Linked DNA regions of Sus scrofa: region 1 is linked to region 2. Evidence: chromatin contacts called from public Hi-C data. All regions are on one chromosome and are shown on one strand. The core of a region is the stretch at or near the end of the contact, and the rest is flanking DNA. Distances in the headings are between cores, read along the strand shown.

Evidence for each region. A called contact is a pair of places that touch in the nucleus more often than the background predicts.
Region 1: a contact with region 2 is called in a Hi-C map of adipocytes, with 2.0 times the contacts expected there. The contact joins the promoter of NCF4 here to the promoter of PVALB in region 2. A contact is called at or near these places in 3 of 47 Hi-C or Micro-C datasets (adipocytes, embryonic fibroblasts and skeletal muscle).

What each region holds. Positions count from the first base shown.
Region 1 is chr5:10,992,696-10,996,254 of Sscrofa11.1, forward strand. NCF4 (neutrophil cytosol factor 4) reads right to left here and starts at 1,307. Exons shown (of 12, transcript XM_021091535.1): 1 at 53-1,307. It overlaps IFT27 (intraflagellar transport protein 27 homolog), which reads left to right and starts at 1,487. Exons shown (of 7, transcript XM_021091536.1): 1 at 1,487-1,932. The coding sequence starts at 1,899.
Region 2 is chr5:10,954,376-10,958,197 of Sscrofa11.1, forward strand. PVALB (parvalbumin) reads left to right here and starts at 1,639. Exons shown (of 4, transcript NM_001190157.1): 1 at 1,639-1,706; 2 at 3,354-3,486. The coding sequence starts at 1,646. The region is part of intron 2 of NCF4 (neutrophil cytosol factor 4); the gene reads right to left.

The DNA of each region.
Region 1 (3,559 bases), core at 57-2,556, 38 kb after region 2:
GCCTGGAAGCGGGGCGGGGGCAGAAAGACCAGGCAGAGGCTTTCTGACTCACCGAGGCCTGGGGTGTCTGAGACAGACTTGCATGATGTTTCCAAAGAAGACAAGTAGGTGAGGGGAAGGCAGGAGACACATCTTAATCACAATACCAGGAATGAGTCCCAAGGAAAGAAACTTCCAGGCAGCTTGCTCTGTTTCACTCCCAATTCAAGGCTGAAGCATCCACAGAAATGTGTGGAGTGTATGTGTGTTCATGGCCCAGCGCAAGGCTGGTAGCCACAGGGAGACACTGAGCAGGTGAGGCAAGTTCCAGGTAACTGAAAGGCCTGTGATGACAAACCCCCGGGGGCAGGCACCTTCACTGAGGGCATCTTCCTGCTCAGCACCAGCCATCCCAGGGGGCCCCAGCAGAGGCAGAACAGGGGTGCCTGCACCTGGCATACGGCAGTGATGATCAATGAAATTTGTCCAGATGAATCTCTTCTCATTCATCCATTCCTCACTGTTGAGCCCCTACTATGTTCCAGGCACTTACAGACCTTCTTTTGAGCGTCAGGACAACCCCAGGAGGTGGGTTCCACTAGCCCATTTTTAACGAGGAAACAGGCTCAGGGGCGAGGCGATGTGCCACGATGGTCACCAGGTCAGGAAGACGGCGGCGGCAGTGATTTCAGTCTGAGGTTCCTCTTTCAGCAAGAGGAGCCTCCCCCAGAAAGTCAACAGACATCCTCGGAGCCTCCCTGTGGGATGGGGAGTGTCCTGGGGCTGGCTTTCATTCGATGATGTGCGGTATGTGATATATTCTCCATTTTACAAGAGGGGCTGGACTCAGGAAAGTAGGGCTTCAAGTGTCTGAGTCCCGCTGCTCCCCCACATTAAACTCACTTGTTCTCTCTTTGTCCACAGACATCACTTTCAACACTTTCCTATTTTACATTTTAAAGCATGACATTCTCGGGCTTTAAAAATCAGATTTCCCTGTGAGATGCGAGCCAAGGACTAGATTTCTTGATGCAGCTTACGTCGCTCTCCCCGGAATCTGGGACTTGAGGGGGCGACAAGAACCTCGGCCCAACAGAGCGGGTTCAAAGTTCCGCTTGGGCAACTGCACCTTGTCCACTGCGCAGGCGCCGCTCCAGTCTCCCGCGCTCCCAACTGGCCCCCTCCGTGGGCGAACCCACTTCCAGAAGGGGAGGAGGGTACGCGTTCCTCCCGAGATGGTCCAAGCCAGCCTCTGGCCAATCAGAAAGCTGCTTTTATCACCGCTTCTGGATATAAGTTGTTGGAGCTGTTTTTCCCTGAACTTTCCAGAGGTGAGGGGGCGGGAGGTGGAGATGATTGACATGCTCTACAACTATTAGCCAAGCGAGAAAAGTTTGAAGAGCAGATACTGCTACGAATTACCTGGCGAGAAAGGGCTGTTATCCCCGCCCCTCCTTCCCACTGGTCTTCGGGAGCTTTCGGGTGTGGGAGCTTTTGGTGGCAGCCAATCCACAACCAGCAAGGAGGAGGAGGAGGAAATAGAGAAGGCGGGGCAGGCGGGGCATGGTTGCCCGAGAAGCCCATCTGTTGCGGTTCTGGGGGCGGGAAGGTTGCTGGATCACTATTCCTGCTTCCCACTAACTGGAGCTGTGCCTGGGACGGGATCCGAATCGCCTCGCTGGCATCTTCCAGGTTACTCTCTGAGACCTTGAACTTGGCCCCATCTGGCGATCCTCCGCGCCCTGCCGCGACCCTAGTGCCCGAGAACTGCCCGCGGGCTGCCCAGAGGGTCGTTGTCCCCACCGCCGCCACAGGACCCTTCAGCGCCAGCCTTCCCCACTCCCCTTCCCAGGCAGGGCCCCCCAACGCCTCCAGCAGCCTCTCTTCCGCTGTCTGGTCCGCGGAGGTGATTGGTTACCATGGTGAAGCTGGCAGCGAAATGCATCCTGGCAGGTGAGTCTGAAAACTTGCGGATGAATACAGTCGACGGAGGCCAGAGAGTTATCAAGAGTTTTTGTTCATGTAAATTGGCTACTCTCTTTCCCTTTCTCTCTTCCAAAGGCGAGTTAATGCAATTACTGATAGAGTAAATTCCATTAGGCGTAGACGAATTATCTTCCACAGCACATTTGTAGCTCCAGTTGCTTTTCCGCACTCCCTGTCATACTCTGAGACCACTGTCACTAATTTGAGCTGTGCTCAGAAGGAGTAGACTCGCTAAAAAAAATAAGGCTAAGCTCACCCCAAGTGCTTCAACTAAACCATGTCCTGTACCCCGAAGTTAGGCATCAGTGACGTGATGGTCTTATGAGATTTTTTTTTTCCTGAACCCATTCCTCTCAAAACGGGGATAGGAGGTAGTCATGTACAGTTGAGCAGAGTCTGCAAAAGTTATGTGTGTTGTCTTTAAGACCCAGAGTTACTGTGCTGCCCCACAAGCAGGAGGACATAAAGGACTCTCCCAAACGTCAGAATCTCTGTTTTCCTGACTGATACATCCCAAGCACACAGAACAATATCTGGAACATAGTAGGTACTCACTAAATATTGGTAGAATGAATGAAAATGTGACATGCGCATTTGTAGTATTTCTGCTCATTTCGAAAACATTTGCCATGATTATGGACCTGCGACCAAGGAGCATGTATGTACTTTCCTGAGTCCTTACTGCATGTCAGGCAGGTGTATTTCATTTCATCCTCTCCCAGGAGGCAGCACACTGGGTTAAGTGCTGTGCTCGTCTGACCTTACTGTGGCCCAAGGTCACCCCTAGCAAAGGAAGGTCATAGGTGGGATGTCAACCCCCAGATTTGCCAACCTTCAAAATCCTTCACTTGTGTGACTTTGGAAACCTGTGACCTTTCCAGCTTTTCCTGACCAGCTCAGGAATGAAGCAGTAAGAACGTATATCGAAGAAAAAGATTCCTTTTTCAGTCTTTATTCCAGACTGAAAGGGATGATATTTTTTTAAGTGACTTTTCCAATTTGGAAATAAAAGGGTCACACCGGAGGATAACTGACAACAATCACTCAGATCATTCTGGAGCAAATGAAAATGAATGGTTCTCAAAAGCAGTCTCTAGTTGCCAAAGCGCCAGGAGGGGCAGTATTGTGTAATAGGAATAATTCTGCTGTTCCTCTGATTGGCTGTGTCCTCTTGAACAAAAGTACTTCTCTGAGCCTCAGTTTCCTCATTGATAAGGTGCGAATGTTTTTTCTGAAGTTAGATTTTTTTTTTTTTAAATGGGCTTCTCTGAGATCCCATTGTGGCTCAGCAGAAGCGGACCCGACTAGTATCCATGAGGCTGTGGGTTTGATTCCTGGCCTTGCTCAGTGGGTTAAGGATCTGGCATTGTGGCTGTGACATAGGCCAGCAGCTACAGCTCTGATTCGACCCTGCCCTGGGAACTTCCATATGCCGAGGGTGCGGCCCTAAAAAGAACAAAAAATGAGCTTCTCTTAATTTTTTTTTTTTTTTTGATCTTTTTAGGGTCACACTGTGGCATATGGAGGTTCCCAGGCTAGGGGTCAAATCGGAGTTATAGCCACTGGCCTATGCCACAGCCACAGCAGCACCAGA
Region 2 (3,822 bases), core at 389-2,888:
GGAACTGAGCCCAGGAGATTGAAAGGTTAGCACAGAAGCTTAGCATCTCCAAGTTAACAGCCCAGCTGGGGGCAGAGGCAGCAGGGGCAGCTGAGGGGTCCGGGGAAGGCTTCCCCCGGAGAGAGGCCAGATCAGGAGCTGCAGCCTCTGTGCCTTGGAAGCCAGCTGGCGGACTGTCACCCGAAGGAGCTGACTCACAGGGAGGGGGCCAGCCGGAGCCAGCAGCATCCTAAGGTTTCCAGGAAGGGCAGCCATCCAGCGCCCAGCTGAGGGAGACAGCGTTGACAGCGAGTGAGAGGGAACTTGAGCTACTGGGCAGCAAGACCACTCTCCCCGGTACCCCCATCAAGGGCCACCATGGCAGCCCTCGCCCACCCCTTAAAGTTGGAGTCTCAAGATGCCACCTCAAGGGACCGCCAACACCCTCAACACAGCAGAGGGAGCCTGAAGCCCAGAGATGAAGGTCACAACCCAAGGTCACATAGGGACTTTGTGCAGCCCCAAATCTAGAACCGGGGCCTCCTGACTCCCCATCCAGGGCTCAGCACACTCTAGAGGCAGCTAGTTGCAGCCTGAACCCCTGGGGGACCGTGGGAAAGAATGCAACTTGTCTCTGGCTACATAAAGATTAGAAAGTGTCCCATTTCCCAGAGATGAAGTTCAGGCCATGAAACTGGCTTAGGCTGTCTCCAAGGTGTGGTCTGAGGGTGCCACCCTCTCCTCAAGCACTGGCCTTCTGGTCTCCCAGTGTGGGAGGGGGATGCAAAGAAAGGCAAGAGGCCTCTCCCACCCTCCCCTTCCCCAAATGGCTTAACACCGTCAGGGAGGAGTCGGGACCGCACTGTACTCTCTGGCTCAGGAGACCAGGAAAGCAGGTAGCTAAGTGGGCATCCGAGAAGGGTTCCTTGAAAAGTCAGGTAAGAAATTAAAAAAAAAAAAAAAAAAAAAAAAACTGCTCTGTTTGCACGTCCCTGACCAGATGTGGGATGGGGCACCCACAGAGGGCCGAGCACCGGCTATCAGTACCACCCCCTCCCAGTGTCCTGTGGGTCAGATTTCCAGATCTCAGCGCTCTGCCTTTGCAGCATAAATTTGCATCCGGGACAGACAGAGAGGAGGCTGAGGTAGGAGTGGAGAGAGAATGGGAGCAGGGCCAAGGGGCCCACACAGGTGTAGGCCTGGCCCCTGCCGGCCCAGTGTCCTCCCTGAAGCGGCGGGACATCCTAGGAGATGCGCGGGTCCAGGGGCCCTGCACCTCATCAGGCTGGCGCCTCCTGCGTGCCCTTGACGGCAGGAGAACTCTCCAGATCCAGCTGGTGAGGCGGGCGCCCCGTAAATCTGAGGTGCCCCTTCCCCGGGGCCCTGGCCGCAGCCCCTGGGTTCCCTAGGACCCCCGGCGGGGCTGGGCTGGAGCGGCAGCGGGATGGCGCGCTCGCCCACCCGGCCAGGCCCGCGCAGCTCGGCGGCGCGGCTGGACTGAGCGGCTCTGGCTGTGCGCCGAGCCCCGCGCCCCCTGGCTCTGCGCCAGGCTGGCGGGCGTGCGCCCGGCGCGCGGCACTGCAGCGCAGGTCATATGAGCAGAAATGATGAGAAAAGCACTTTTTAATCTTTTCGCACTTGCTCTGCCCGCTCAAACAGTTGCAGGATGTCGATGACAGACTTGCTCAACGCTGAGGACATCAAGAAGGCAGTGGGGGCCTTTACCGGTGAGCAGCGCGCTCCCCTCCGCATCCCTCGCCCCTCATCCACTACCCTGGTCCCTGCACCCCGCGGAGTCCCCCGGCTGGCCAGTCTGCCCCAGCGCTCCTCTGCCCCCGCATCTTTCGGGGCGCTGGTGGAGCGTGGAAGGGGGTCCACGGTATTTCCCAAACTCTGCCCGGGCGGGACTTGGCGCAGGGAGCGGGGCGGAGAGATCGCGCGCCCTGCAGGACAACCGAAACTTGCGGGCGCCAAAGGCCAGGTGGCCGCGCTGCGAGGACTCGGATCCCGGACAAGGGGCAAAGACCGGGGTCGAAAGCTGGACCTCTGGGTCCTTGTGCGCGCTTGGGGTTTCCTTTTCCAGGCACTTGGAGGGGGCTGTAAGTGGGCACGCTTCTTCGCGCGACCCCTTTCCCAGACCCCCATTTCTGGACAGGACTCTTCTTGCCCAGCTACTCGTTGCTGGCTCCCCGGAAAGCCCAAGCTCCCTCTCCGGGGCTCAGAGCCCACCCACCCCCTGCCGACCTGCGAGAGAGGGAGATGACCTTCCCTAAAGCTCAGCTCTGCCCGGCCCTGCTCTGAGCATCCTCAGCTCGCAACTTCCAGCCTCCCCAGGCACCAAGGGAGGGAAGCCGGCAGTCTCGACACTCTGAGCTGCCCTTGGACCTGAGCGCTTAGCCGCTTACCTCGCTCCTCCCTCCCATCACCCAGATGGGGAAACTGAGGCAGGGAGAGGGCCAGAAACTTGCCCAAGGTCACCTCGCAGGGCAGAAGGGGATGAGCATGGGGGGAGGGGTCACCCCTAGGTCTTGTTCCCTCACGCTAGTGTTTCCCAACACGCATGTAAGTTATGGTCTAAGGTTGTTTCCTTTCCCAGTTGACCTTAAAAAGGGAGCTCAGGACATAGAAAAATTGGAGAAGGGCTCCCATTTCCTTTCTGTGTGGCGCCCCCTCCCCTGGGCATGAAGAAACCCTGGGAAGCCACCCTCCCAGGGCATTGCAATAACCCACCCACTTCTCCTTGACCCACTTGCTCCCTCTTAGAAGAAACCTAACTGGGAATTCTTGGAGAGTCTTCCAACGCCCGCCCCCCTTCCCACCGGAAGGGATTTCTGCAGCAAAGCCAGGACTTCTGGGTCCTCCCCCTCCTCCTCCCACTCTGTGACCTTGAGGGAAACTTGTCCTTTCTGGGTTGATCTTCTGGCAACACAATCCATGGCCAAGAGAAAGGCCAACCCCCCCGCCCCTGCCCCCAACACACACACATCATGTTCCCCCCACTTTCAATTCCCCTGCCTGTCCCCCTGCTCAGCCACCACCGAAAGGCTTCACGGGAACCAGGAAGCCCCTCTCTGCCATCACATGATAGCCCCACCATTAGGGAAGGGTACAGCAGAGGGTGGGGGCCAACTAGGGAGCCAGGGCGATCTGGGTGCAAGCCCACCTCTGTCGCCCTTGGCTGGGTGACCTTGGGCCAAGGCCCCTCTCCTGGCCTGGGCTCCCTCAGCCCTCCCGTGGAGGCACTCCGCCTCCCGCCCCCAGGACCCGCCCAGCAGAGTTGATGAAAATGCTGGGACACCCCCATTCTCCCGCCCTTCTCCAGGTCCCTTCTCTGTCCTCATTTTAACCCCCTCCTCTCCACCCCCCACCCCTAGCTGTCGACTCCTTCGACCACAAAAAGTTCTTCCAAATGGTTGGCCTGAAGAAAAAGAGCCCAGATGATGTGAAGAAGGTATTCCACATCCTGGATAAAGACAAGAGCGGCTTCATTGAGGAGGAGGAGCTGGGGTAAACTGAGGCCCATGGGGGTGGGGGGTGGGGGCGCTTTGGGAGAGGGAGTGGGGGTTGGGACTCTTGCTTCCAAGTTCCCTGCCATCCGCCCTTCTCGCCGCACCCTTCACAGAAAATGACACTGCCTGACCATTTTGGCTTCCGGAAGAATAAAATCCTCAGCAGAAAGTGCAGCTAACTAGGTTAAATTATAGCCACTTAATATTGCTAATGGAATGATGCTACTTAATAATTTAATACAAGCCAAGAGGCCATTTTTCTCATTGCCTAACACCACAGGCAAGACAAAGAGCGCTCCCTTGAGTATTTCACTGATTTTCATTCCTCTAAAAG